Linked DNA regions of Capra hircus: region 2 is linked to region 1. Evidence: chromatin contacts called from public Hi-C data. All regions are on one chromosome and are shown on one strand. The core of a region is the stretch at or near the end of the contact, and the rest is flanking DNA. Distances in the headings are between cores, read along the strand shown.

Region 1 (6,505 bases), core at 3,525-6,024:
GGACAGGGAAGCCTGGCGTGCTGCAGTCCAGGGGTTTGCAAAGAGTTGGACATGACTGAGCGACTGAACTTAACTGATACTATGTGCCAAGTATTATTCAAGGCACTATGCTTATTCTTACTCATTTTATCTATAAAACAAATTCTGCTAGGCAAAGGCTTTCCTTATATACATTTTATAGAAAAGAAACTGAGAAATCGAGAGGGCAAGGAAATTGTTCCAACTCACAGCGCACAGAGGTGCTGTAGTCTTGATCTAACTTCAGGCAGCCTGGGTTCCAAGCTGTGGGATGAACCACTGCTGCTTGTTGAGCCCCCACACACTGGCAGCCTTGGATCCAGGCGTCTCACCTGGATTTCAGCCTCACGACAATCTTCAAGATAGCATTCTCAAGGTACAAATGCAGGTGCAAAGGCGCAGAGGTTAAGAAACTTGCTAAAGTCTGTAGTTATATTATTTATAATCGGATCTTCCAAACACTCGTATTTAACCTTGGGGTGCCCTTGTAATTCATTGTCTAAAGTCAGTAAAGGACTGTTGTTAACAATTACCCTGGCCCTGTAGACATAAACCAGAACTTGCGGGCACACTGCCATGTGTGATCACCCTCCACTCTTCTGAACCTGGCTAGCTGGTGGTATTCTACCTCAGATCTCTAAAGAGTGCTTCGTTGTGACAAAAAAGTATTTCCCTAGGTTTTGTGAGCCCGTACTGCCCTTCTTCTCCCCTTTCCCTACATGTTTATTTCTCCTTTGAAGCCCTGTTTGACCAGCTTCCTCTTCTCTATTTCAAGTCTTTTTTTTTTTTTTTCCAAAGACCACAATTAGATCTTATAAATGTATTTTCTTCAAGTTTGAAATGATGGTTTATTGGAGCCCTGGAGAAAATAACAACTTTTCAACTAACAGAACAGAGCTGAACGAAATGGGAGGAAAGAACAGTGAGGACTAATAATTTAGAGAGAAATTTATAGGCCTGCTGCTCTCATGACTAAGAAGTAATTTGCTGTCTGCAGCTTCAGGGGCAAAGAAATAGTGCTCAAAGCCAGCTGTGCCTGGGAATCTCCTCTGGCATCAATAGCAATATGGATGCCCAAGTCGCATCCCAGACGCACTGAGCCCGAGCGTTAGAGGAGTGAAGGTGTCAGTGTCACGCCAGTGAATCTGACCCTCGGCTGGGGGAGCAAGTCATTAAGTCCCCTGACCCGAGTAGAAACATGGAAGTGCATTTTCATAGTCGTCTTGTGCTGGTTCATCCTGGGTTTCCAAGCAATTCATCCTGGGTTTCCACCAACATATTTTAGACAGAACTTCTTTTGGTGGCTTTTCTAATCTAAAATAGTCAGACTACACCTTTCAGATCTGTTTAAAGCTTTTGCAGTTTTTCATGGTTCCTTTATCTAATTCTTTATCACCCCTTCATTCTCTGCATTCCCTAATACATATGTACACACATACATATATATACATACATGTATATGCATATGTATACATACGTATAGATAATCCAGGTAAATACATTCACATATATATTGATAATTCAGATAAACACATATATATCCTTCCTTTTTCATGAAGGTCAAGCTGTGTTGACTATTGTCAATATTAGGAAAGACTTCTTGTAGTTGTCTTTATCAAACGAACATCTGGTAAAATAATTCTGAAGAAATCCCATACACTAATTTTTTTAATCATAGAACTATTTTGTGTTGCTTCCCACTGACTTTTTCCCAATATACCATTATGAAAAATTTAAAACATACAACAAAGTTGAAAGGATTTTAAAGTGAACACCCATGAACCCACCACCTAGGTTCTACCATAAACATTGCACTCTACTTCCACTATCACATATCTCTGTCTATTATTCCTCCCATGTATCTACTAATCTATCTTATTTTTGAAACATTTTGTAGTATATTCATACATTGATTTTAATAACTGTCATTGATGTTAATAATGTTGATAGTGACAGAATACTTCAACTTTGTATTGCCATTCAGTCAAGTACGTTTTTATTCAAAGTGACTCCATGGGAAAAGATAGCACAGGTCAGACTCTGTTCTGAGGAAATAAAACAATATTATCTTTTGCTGGTAAGGACATGTAAGAATTGGGATTAAGTATCCATGCGTTATAATGTGTATTTTAACAGTTAATTATTTTTGTAACAACTTGAAAATGTCATTTTTTTTACCAAAATATTAATAAATGATTGCTACTTGCCCAGTATTATTCAGGATAAAGCACCACTTCAAAGTAGGGTTATTAAATATTAACAGGTATCTGATTTTTGTCATTGTTTTCTTAAATGTTAAAAATTTAAGTAACAGGAGGTTTTCATAAAATAAAGACTTTCACATCAGTTTTATTTAGGACACAATACAATGCTTCTCTTCTCCTCCAAATATCTCCCACCCCTGCCTGAAATCCCACTGTCATGTTTCATGGCTTTTGGGAAGATCCTCTAAAAGTATGGAGAATCCTCATGGTCATCCCCTACTTTCCTCAGTCCTCTGGGAAAGGTATGGAGACCCGATAGATGCCACACACCCTCCATAGGCAGAGGTTAGAATCAGCCTTGCTGCCTGGTACTTTGGTGTCTCAGAAACACTTCAGTTCACCCAGGTGCCCACAAAACACTTGAACCTCAGAATCAAGGCTGCTCCACACAACACCATCTCTGAATTCCACCTCCAAGGAGCAAGTAGCTCCTAGTGTTTCAGATAAAGTTCCGACGGGCCCAGAAACATAAAGGGCTAAACACATAGGTGATGAACCCTACTGTTGGAAAGGGAACTGGACCATGAAGAACAGGGCCAGCTCCTCCTGGGCTTCCCAGGTGGCTCAGTGGTAAACAATCCACCTGCCAATGCAGGAGATGCAGTTTTGATCTCTGAGTTGAGAAGATCCCTTGGAGAATGAAATGGCAACCTACTCTAGTATTCTTGCCTGGGAAAGCCCGTGTTCAAAGGAGCCTGGTAGGCTATATAGCCCAGAGTCAGATATGACTTAGGGACTAAACAATAAAACCATGTTGAGGGTTCCCCGGTCTGCATTCTCAGAAATCTGTTCTAGTTTTTAAAATTGAGTCCAGCCCTGTAACATTATTCCTGTTCTGTGTGTTTTCTCAAAGATTTCAGGCAGCAGCTTCTTGCTTAAGTTCCCACAGAACCCTTGGATGAGATTCGTCGAGGATTCAGACCTTCAACTCATGTAAAGTGGTCACATGCACCCTCACTTCTTCTAGTAACTTTGTTATACTTTTGTTTTTTAAATTCATTTTCCTAATGACTGTACTTGTTTTGCTTTTTTATTACTTTAGTAGATTGATTGGTTTTCTGACAGGATATGCCAGGGTAGCAAATCACCACTTTATTTTTAGAGCAACACTGAATGTTGCTCTATATGAGATTAATGTTCACATCTCAAGACATCCATTAGTGGGAAACGCAAGTGGACGTGATAAGGTGAATAAAGAAGGGACAGAGGGGACAGAGATTGAGATGTGTGAAAGGCATTTTATAATTTATGAAAATAATTATGTTTAAAGTCTGCGTTTGGATGTATCTTGGACTTTGAAATTATCATAGACATGTTTATTCCATATTCTCAAATCTGAGTGGAAAAGATAGAAACAAAATAGTCTTTCTTCTTCAGACTGCCAGAGGTTCTCATACATCTTCTGAATCAACAGATGGACTTCTCTCTCTATTTCTTGTTATGTGTGTGTGTATGCTGTGTGCTAGGCCATGTCTGGCTCTTGCGACCCCATGGGCTATAGCCCGCCAGACGCCTCTGTTCATGGGATTTTCCAGGAGAGAATACTGGAGTGGGTTGTCATTCCTTACTCCAGGGGATCTTCCCAACCCAGAGATTGAACCCATGTCTCTTGCATCTCCTGTATTAGCAGGTGGACTTTTTACCACTGCACCACTTGGAAGCTCCATTTCTTCTTATGAATGTGGCCAAATAATAAATACCCTCATAACTGACCTTGGCTCCTCTGCAACTTTAAAACAGCTCTTCAGTTTCAACCAGAGGTCTCTTCTCCTCTCTCTGTCCCTCTTGTTCTTCTCTTTCTCCTTTTTCTCTCTCTTATCACTTCTGTTTCAGGTCAAGCTGCTTGCATAGATTTGCTTTAGAATCTAGCATTAGAGTTCTCCAGAGAAACAGAACCAGCGAGATATATAGCTGTGTATATAGCTTTAGATATGGAAAGATTTATTATGGAGAATTGGCTCATACAGTTATGGAAGCTGAGAAGTCCTACAATGTGCTGTCTGCAAGGCGGAGGCCCAGAGAAGCCAGTGGTATAATTCCAGTCTGAGTCTGAATGCCTGAGAGCCAGGGGGCCGGATGGTATAATATAAACCCCAGTCCAAGGGCAGGAGAAGTTCAAAGTCCCAGTTCAAGCAGACAGACAGGAAGCAAAGGGGGATAATTCCTTCTTTCTCTGCCTTCTCTTTTTTTTTTCCTATTCAGGTCCTCAAGGAATGGTGCTCACTCACTTTGGAGAGGGTGATCTACTTTGCTGAGTGCCCTGATTCAAATGTTATTCTCATCAGAAACATTCTTACATACACACCCAGTAATAATTTTTAATCTGGAAGCCTACTGGCCCAGTCAGGTTGACAGATAAAATTAACCACTGCACATCATTAGAATGAGTTGAAAAGAACACTTGGAGTATGAGGGCTTTCATGGAGCAAAACATGAAGATGGATGCACTCGCTTCACTGCTAAAGTAGCCTTTGGTCCCAGTCTCTGCCACTAGGTGTCACTAGGTAATCTAAGTAAACACCCAATTTATGACCAACAAATGTGCTGACATTGAGCTGAATGAGGCAGAAATAAAAATTAAGGTGATGTGGTCTAAATAAAATCTTGTGTATTACTTACAACAGCTGTTTAAAAACAGCACAGTGTGTCTCTGGACTATAAATTGGAAAAGTCATGAATTAGCAAAAGCATGTGAAGGAGCTTAGTCTTTATTGGGAAGAATGAATAAATCCAGCATATTCTATGAGTCTTTCCTTTTTCCTCTACTGGTAAGTTGGTCACCCTGCTGCCAGCATTTTCATGAGTATAACTAGTTTTATGTGGTCTAAACTTATTGCTGGGCTGTTAGCATCTGCTGAGGTGACTGCACTACCCCTGATCCTTTATCGGCTCATACGCTCACATATTTTATTGTCAAACTTTTTAAAAGACTCTTTTTGAGGGTGCAGACCTGAGCTACCTAAAAAGCAAGCTCAGTAAACATAATTCCTAACCTTATGAACATCTCTGGGTGAATTCTTATTCACCCTTCCAGTCTATCAGACCTGATGCTCAGGCAGCTCTTCCTCTTTCTTCTCTCTCATAGCACAACTCTGTATCTTCCACAAGGCATTTTTCACCTTACCTGGCAATTACTGTTTCACGTACCTGTCTTCTCCACAGACTGTGAGCTCCCTAAGGAGAGGAACAGTCTAGGGTAGCCACGTCTCCACAAAACTCAATGCTGTTGCCTCTGCTGCCTCTCTGCTTCTGGCTCATCTGCTGATTTAGAGGCATAACGAGTGAGGGAGCAATTACCAGTGCCCTTCAGCACTTCTCTAGAACCTTCTCTCATGTCATTTCAGCAGGAGGTAAACTGAGTGTGTGTGTTCCATGTTTTTATTATACTGTGTGCTTAGGAAGAATAATTAAGGCCTCACTAAATTGATGTGGAAAGAGGTTTTTGTTTTGTTTGAATGGTGTCTTTAAATATTTGTAAAAGGAGTTGCTTATTATTCATCCATTGCCAATCCATTTAAAAACAGTTACACAGTAGAGAAGAGGGGATTATATTAATAAAAGTTGCTAAATCAATATTTAACTTAGGGGGAAGTTTTTAAGCAAATTGCTTCACTTTTCCTTCGTAGGAGAAACAACTTGAGATTAGGAAACATCTTTTCTTAAAGAGATGAATGGACTTGCATAATCAAACAAATATATCAAAATGTTGCCAGTAGTTACATCTAAATTTTCTACATATTCTTAGTTTTATAAAATAAGTGTAAATTAGTTTAAGAAATTTATGGTGAAATTCAGTACTTATTTACTTAATGGTTCATGTGTGCCTGGTACTATGTTGAAAAGGGGAGAAGATCGATCGCATGGCTAGTGTTTCCCCCTCCAGAAAGAAGCTCATGGTAGGTAGGGCCATGTAAACAGTGAATCTAAATATAGTTTGCTAACAGCCAGAAATCAAGAGATTTAATTAATCCCACACAGGAGGATGAGACTGTCAGGGAGGTTTCACTGAGAGGCATGGCATTTGAACTGGAATTTTACCATCTGTGAAATCAAGAAGCTTTACAGTTTCTACTTCATGGCTTAGCTAAATTGAATCACTAAGAGATTTCAGCAGTACTTACATTTTTAAAAGCCTAGATCTGTAATTTTATTAACTGATTGGATGTATCTTTTAATTTACTTTAATGATAACATTATTAAAGTAAATCAAAATGACTTTTTTC
Region 2 (7,022 bases), core at 4,140-6,639, 570 kb after region 1:
ACTTACTAAAGGCAAATTCTTTCGGGAAGTTAGAAATTATTAGTATAGTGGGTTGATTAGAAATTATATTGGTGAAGGGTTTTTTCATTTGTCCTGCCAATAATTACTGCTAATTCCCTGCCCTCGGTGTGACAAGGGTGTCTCAGGTCAAACTTCTCTGCTGACAGACTAGCTTGTGTGACAACCTCTCAACCATAAACAGCACAGAGAGTTTTGGAGTATTTTGAGAGTCTTAATTAGCATAGGGCTTTTCTCATTGTTGAGTCAATGATTGCCGCCAGGCCTCCATATCCTTAGGCACCTGGGAATATATTAATCAATGTATTTGGAATATAGAAAAGGAAATATAGTAGTTTTTAAGGTTAGCAATACTAGAGTTTTGAGTTAATGAATTTTCTCTTTTGTAATAGATCACTGTACTTTGTTATAAATCACTGTGTCCTTGCTATGTAAAAATGTAACTTTATCACTATCTTAAGACTAAATAGATCTTAAGGGGAACATTGGTGAAAGGCTTTTCATTTGTTGGGTTGATGTTTGCTGCTAAATCTCCATGTTCCCTGCCCTTATAATGAATATAACTAGCATTTAGGAGAAATAAGTATTAACCTTTAAGATTAATCATGTTAACCTTGGGTTAAATAAATTCCTTTCTTGATTGTAACTCACTACACCCTCACCCTATAGGAATGTAACTTTATTTGGAGGGTGGTGCCTGGTTTAAGAAAAAACACCCTTGGAAAAAATAAGTTTTTTGGTTATCAGAAAGAAAGGATCATAAAATGTCATCAGGTCTCATGGCCAGAAGATGATGTAAAATCCCTAAGACCTTTTTATGTGAAGCACCTGATTTTGATAAGGGTCAGGACTGCTGACCCCCGCGTGACTCTGTATTCATCCCTATGTGTAACAAAAGGTATATAAGCAAACCCAAAAATAAAGAAATTGGATCAGTTTCCAGAAAGACTGATTCCCCCGTGTCGTTTCTTTTTTGCTCCCCGTTTTTCTGGCTGAATTCCCATCTGGAACATGGATGCTATTCCACATAAACCAGGTTATTCAGCCACTTTTTCTCCACTAATTTTCCTGCTACACTATCCATTTCTAATCTCTCTATATATCTGTGATTAAATATGTATTTTTCCAAGGATGCCGATGCCATCCCCACCTTCGAATTCCCTGGATCCACCGGGGCTGGACCCCGGCACACCAGGGCTTTAAGAAATACTGAGTAGTTGAATTGAACATCTTGTGAAACCCTAAGAGAGGGTGTGGCTTCTTGCCTTGGTTAATCTCAGGGTCACATCACCTTCCCCTCCACTTTTTAAACTCCTCCAACACCTCTCTAACTAGTGTCCATGATGAACAACTGCTACCACCTGTCACAGGTTCTAGTTTCTTGACTTGAATTTGACCAAAGCAAATATATCTCAATAATGTTTACTTGCATCCTCTCCAGGTTTTTGCTGGTGTTTGAAGGATGGATGGTCTTATTTGATCATCCACAATGTCCTCTGATGTCCTTTACATCTCTTCTGGCCTTAAGGGGCATTGAGGTGACATCTGCTACTACAGTCTGTGATTTCAGCCATTTGCCTCCAGTTGATAGGTGCTCAGATTCTGCACTTATTTCTTCTGCTACCAAGCCTCTGCCTCCGATTCCCTGGGCTCTGAGCAGCTCCAAATCCCATCATCAGGGCATACAGGGGCTCTGAGATCTCCTGCAAGCTGTGGTTCCCTGTGGCCTCAGGACTCTCTCTCTCCCTTTCTTCATTCCATCACACCATTCCACTGTATTATTCTTTCTCTAATTTTGATATGGTGCCAATTGTTTTTTATTTTTTTAACTGAAATATAGTTCATTTACAATATATTAATTTCTGGAGTATAGCAAAGTGACTCAGTTACGTATATATTATATATATATATTTTCAGACCCTTCCATTATGGTTTATTCAACATATGGAATATAGTTCCCTGTACTATACAGTAGGACCTTGTTGATTATTTTATATATAGTAGTATGTATCTATTAATCCCAAGCCCCTAATTCATCCCTCCCCCACCACTCTCCCTTTTGGTAACCATAAGTTTTTTGTTTTTTTTTTTATGTCTGTGAGCCTATTTCTGTTTTGTAAATATGTTCATTTGTCAGCTTTTAGATTCCACATATAGGTGATATCATATAAGTGATTCCACCTATAAGTGGTTAATCTCAGGTTTACCTCACCTTCCCCTACTTTTAAAAATTCTTCTAGCACCTCGGGCTTCCCTTGTGGCTCAGACAGTAAAGCGTCTGCCTACAATGCGGGAGACCCAGGTTCCATCCCTGGGTCAGGAAGATCCTCTAGAGAAGTAAATGGCAACCCACTCCAGTACTCTTGCCTGGAAAATCCCATGGATGGAGGAGCCCAGTAGGCTACAGTCCAGGGGGTCGCAAAGAGTCGGACACAACGTCACTTCCCTTCACTTCCAGCACCTCTCTGCTATTTGTATTTCTCTGTCTGGCTTACTTCACTTAGTATAATTTCTAGGTCTATCCGTGTGGCTGCAAATGGTATTATTTCATCCTTTTTTTATAGTTAAGTATTCCATTGTGTACCCACACACATCTTTATTCATTCCTCTGTCAATGGACATCTAGGTTGCTTCCGTGTTCTTCCTATTACAAATAGTGCTGCTATGAACACTGTGTCTTTCAAATTATGGTTTTCTCTGTTATGTGCCCAGGCGTGGGATTGCTGAATCATATGGCAACTCAATTTCTAGCTTTTTAAGGAATCTCCGCATTGTTTTCCAAGATGGTTGCAAATAGTGCCAGTTTAACTACAGGATTTCTAGACGCCTGCAGCCTGCCCTAGACTATGCCTGTGGAACTTGGCCACTCACTTCACCATGTTCCTTCAGGCTTACACAAATGTTTCTATAGCTCAAGCCTTACTGTGGTTCACCCCTAAGAAAGCAGAATGAAGCAAGGACTTTGGCATCTCATTCTCCCCACTCCTGCTCTGCCTCCCTCCCATCTCTCCAACTCGTCTTCAAATCGGAAGAATTTTCTTTTACTTCTTGGTCCTATTTGACAGGGCCTTATTGCAGATTATTTCCTTCTCCCTCGAAGTGTTATTTATACCCATCACTCTCCTGGGAGTCACGCTGACAGAAAGGCTGCAGGAAAAAATGATCTTGAGTTAAGGGAAAGAGGAATGAAAAATAATTCACTTACATTTTAATATATTATTTCCACTACATGCTCCCTCTTATACAAGTATGTCCTCCTCAAAGGATATTTTTTCTTTTTTAATATTTATCTATTAATTTATTTAATTGGCTGCACCAGGTCTTAGTTGCAGCAGGCAGGGTTTTTATTTGTGGCATATGAACTCTTAGCTGTGGCATGTGGGATCTCCCCAGAGATGGAAGCAGTGCCCCTTGCATTGGGAGTGTGTCATCTTCAGCGTCTTTTGTCAGTGTCTTGGTTTTCAGAGTACAAGTTATTTACCTTTTTGGTTAGATTTATTCTTAGGTATTTTATTCTTTTTGATGTAATGGTAAATGGGATTATTTTCTTAATTTCACTTTCTGATAGTTTGTTGTTAGTGTATGGAAATGTAACAAATTTCTGTATATTAAGTTTATAACCTGGAACATTACTGATTTCATTTATTCTAATATTTTGGGTGGCATCTTTGGGGTATTTTATATATAATGTCAACTACAAACAGGGTTTTACTTATTCATTTCCAATTTGTTTTCCCTTTTTATTTTTTTTCTTATCTGATTGTTGTGGCTGGGATTTATAATACTGTGGTGAATAAAAGTGGTGAAAGGGGGTATCCTTGTCTTATCACTAATCTCTAATTCTAGAAGAAGTGCTTTCAGCTTTTCACCATTGAATATGATGTTGGCTGTGGGCTTGTCACATATGGCCTTTATATGTTCAAGTATGTTCCTTATATATCCAGTTTGTTGAGAATGTTGAATATAAATGAATATTGAATTTTGACAAGAGCTTTTTCTATATCTCTTGAGATCATGATGTAATTTTTACTCTTCAATTTGTTAATGTGATTTATCACATTGATTGGTAGATATTGATGCATCCTTGCAACTCTGGGATAAATCCCACTTGGTCATGGTATATGATCTTTTAAATGTATTATTGAATTCTGTTTGCTACTATTTTGTTGAGGGTTTTTGTGTCTATGTTCATCAGTGATATTGGCCTGTAATTTTCGACTAGTTTTACTGTGCATGTTTGCCTTTACCAGTGACATTTTTTCCTTTTATAATTTTCATATTTTTAGTTCCTTCTCTGTTTAGTTTTCTTAGCACTTCCCATAAAGCTGGTTTGGTGGTGCTGAAATCTTTTCGCTTTTGCTTGTCTGTAAAGCTCTTTATCTTTCCTTCAAATATGAATGAGAGCCTTGCTAAGTGGAGTATTTCAGCACTTTGAATATATCATGCCACTCCCTTCTGGTCTGCAAAGTTTCACCTGAGAAGTCAGCAGACAGTCTTATGGGAGCATTAGTTGCTTTTCCCTTTCTGTTTTTAAGATTCTCTGTGCATATTAAATTTTGCCATTTTAGTTATAATGTTTCTTGGTATCAACCTCTTTTAGTTGATCCCATTTGGGACTCTCTTTGTTTCCTGGACCTGTGTATGTTTCTTTCCCTAGGTTAGGGAATTTTTCAGCTATTATTTCTTCAAATAAGCTTTCAGCCCCTTTTATCTTTCTGGGACCTCTTTGATGCAAATATTATTTTGCTTGATGTTGTTCCATATGTCTCTTAAGTTGTCATAACTTTCTAAAATTCTGTTTTCTTTTTGCTGCTCTGTTTCGGTGAATTCCACCGTCCTGTCTTCCCAGTTACTGATTTATTCTTCTGCTCCATCTAGTCTGCTGTTGAGCCGTTCTATTGTATTTTTCAATTCAGTTATTGAACTCTTCAGCTCTGTTTAGTTCCTTTTTATTTTCTCTTTATGAAAATTCTCACTGTGTTCATCCAGTTTTCTCCTAAGCATCTTTATGACCATCACCTTGAATTCTTTATTATCTCTACTTCCTCTAGCTCTATTTTTGAGGTTAACCTCAAAAAAGGATTATGTGCCTTCATTTGGAACATATTCCTGTCTCTTTATGTTGCCCAGTTCTCTGTGTTTATGTCTATATGTTTAGTTAGATCCGATATGTGTCCTGCTCTTGGCCTTATGCAGGACACAGCCTATGGGTCCAGCAGCATGCTCCCGTGACCACCAGAGATATATGCTCTAGGGGTGCCCCCTACGCCAGCTGCATGTGTCCTTCTGTTGTGACAGGGCTGACTACCATGGGTACACTGGCAGGGAGGGCTGACTCTCAGCCAAGTTGGCTAAGTGGTCATGACTCATGCAGTAACTGCAGACCTGATAGAGGGTGGGGTAGGCTTCCCAAGTGGCTGTCTATGTGGCCTGGAAGGATGTGGGTCTGGTGTCAAACACAAATGGGTGGAGCCAGGTACCAGAGTATTTGTCTGTGCAGTTTGGGGGGGTGTGGCTTGGAGCTGTGCCAGCTCACTCTTGGGTGGGGCCAGATCCTTGGTGCTTACAGTACAGAGAGGGACGGTTCCGAAATGGCACTGCCTGTCCTAGTGTTATAGTGCTAAAAGAGGCTCTCCAAAATAGCTGATGCCAATGTCTACACCCCTAGACGTGCCCCAGTTACTTCCTGCATCTCTGGGAGTCTCCCTGAGTAGGTTTGACCCAGACTCCTTTCAAACTGCTGCCACTGTGCTGGGACTCAGAGCATATGAGATTTTGCACATACCCTTTAAGAGCAGAGTCTCTGTTTCCTATAGCCCTTCAGCTCTCCCAAAAATGAACCCTACTGGTTTTCTAAGCCAAATGTTGTAGGGAGTCATTTCCCTGAATGCAAGACTCCCAGCGGGGGTGCCCAATATGGGGCTCAGACCCTGCTCCTTGGGAAGAATCTCTATGATCATGATATTCCTCTCTTTTATGGTTCTCCAACCCAGGGAGAGGGCTTCCCTGATAGCTCAGTTGGTAAAGAATCCACCTGCAATGCAGGAGACCTGGGTTTGATCCCTGGGTTGGGAAGATCCCCTGGAGAAGGGAAAGGTTACCCACTCCAGTATTCTAGCCTGGATTCCATGGACTGTATAGTCCATGCAAAGAGTTGGACAGGACTTTCACTTTCCCCTTCTTTCAACCCAGGGAGAACTGACTGCCTCACATCTCCACCCTTCTACCTATCTGGTTGTTTCCTTCTTTATGTCTTTAGTTGTGGAGAATCTTTTCTGCTAGTCTTTATCTTATGCTCATAGATAGTTGCTCTGTAAGTAGTTGTAATTTTGGTGTGCCCATGGAAGGAGGTGAGTTCAGGGTCTTCCTACTCTACTATCTTGGTTGCCACTCTACCTATATATACTTTGAAAAAAAATCAATATTTTTTCCTTAAAAAAAAAACTTCTCCAGTGTAAAACTTTCAGTGAAAGAACATCTACAAAAGTACTGGCCAAGAATTAAGCATTTCTCTTTTCCACTTTTCAACTGTGGAGTACTACCATACAATTATATTTTTTGTGGATAAAAAAAGCCTTCAGTGCCACGTTATAGAAATTTCCCATTGTTGGCTGCCAGGCTGGCCTACTCTAGATATCCATTCTCTCACTTCTTCTAGTCTCTGATATGTAACTCTCCAATGACTTTCCTTTTGCATACCTATTCCAGTTCTGTTTGAAATAGTTTTTGCTAAATCAAAGACTTTTTATTTTAGCAAATTCTCCAAGGTAATCAAACAATGGATATTTTCAGATTAGATCACTGTGAAAGGTAGTTCACTGCAGGCAGCTCTTGGGGATAACATCTTCTCTCTCCTAATAAGGATACCGAAAGTCAACTGGTAGATGGACAAGCAGGATATGAAATTTCCATTGTCCAATCAAGGTCATCTGAAATTGTTCCTTGGCAGACATCCCTTAAACAGGAAGGAGGATTGTCAAGTGCCAACTTGAATACTTCAAAAG

Evidence for each region. A called contact is a pair of places that touch in the nucleus more often than the background predicts.
Region 2: a contact with region 1 is called in a Hi-C map of blood, with 5 times the contacts expected there. The contact joins two enhancer-like sites. A contact is called at or near these places in 3 of 5 Hi-C or Micro-C datasets (blood and liver).

Annotation. Positions count from the first base shown.
Region 1 is chr5:45,201,822-45,208,326 of ARS1.2, forward strand. No RefSeq gene overlaps it. Among named protein-coding and RNA genes, the nearest start is that of IFNG, 220 kb to the left of the region's middle. Within about 2 kb of position 4,775, at least 1 of the 5 cell types and tissues checked has an H3K27ac peak or open chromatin away from gene starts, as enhancers often do.
Region 2 is chr5:45,769,177-45,776,198 of ARS1.2, forward strand. No RefSeq gene overlaps it. Among named protein-coding and RNA genes, the nearest start is that of CAND1, 87 kb to the right of the region's middle. Within about 2 kb of position 5,390, at least 2 of the 5 cell types and tissues checked have an H3K27ac peak or open chromatin away from gene starts, as enhancers often do.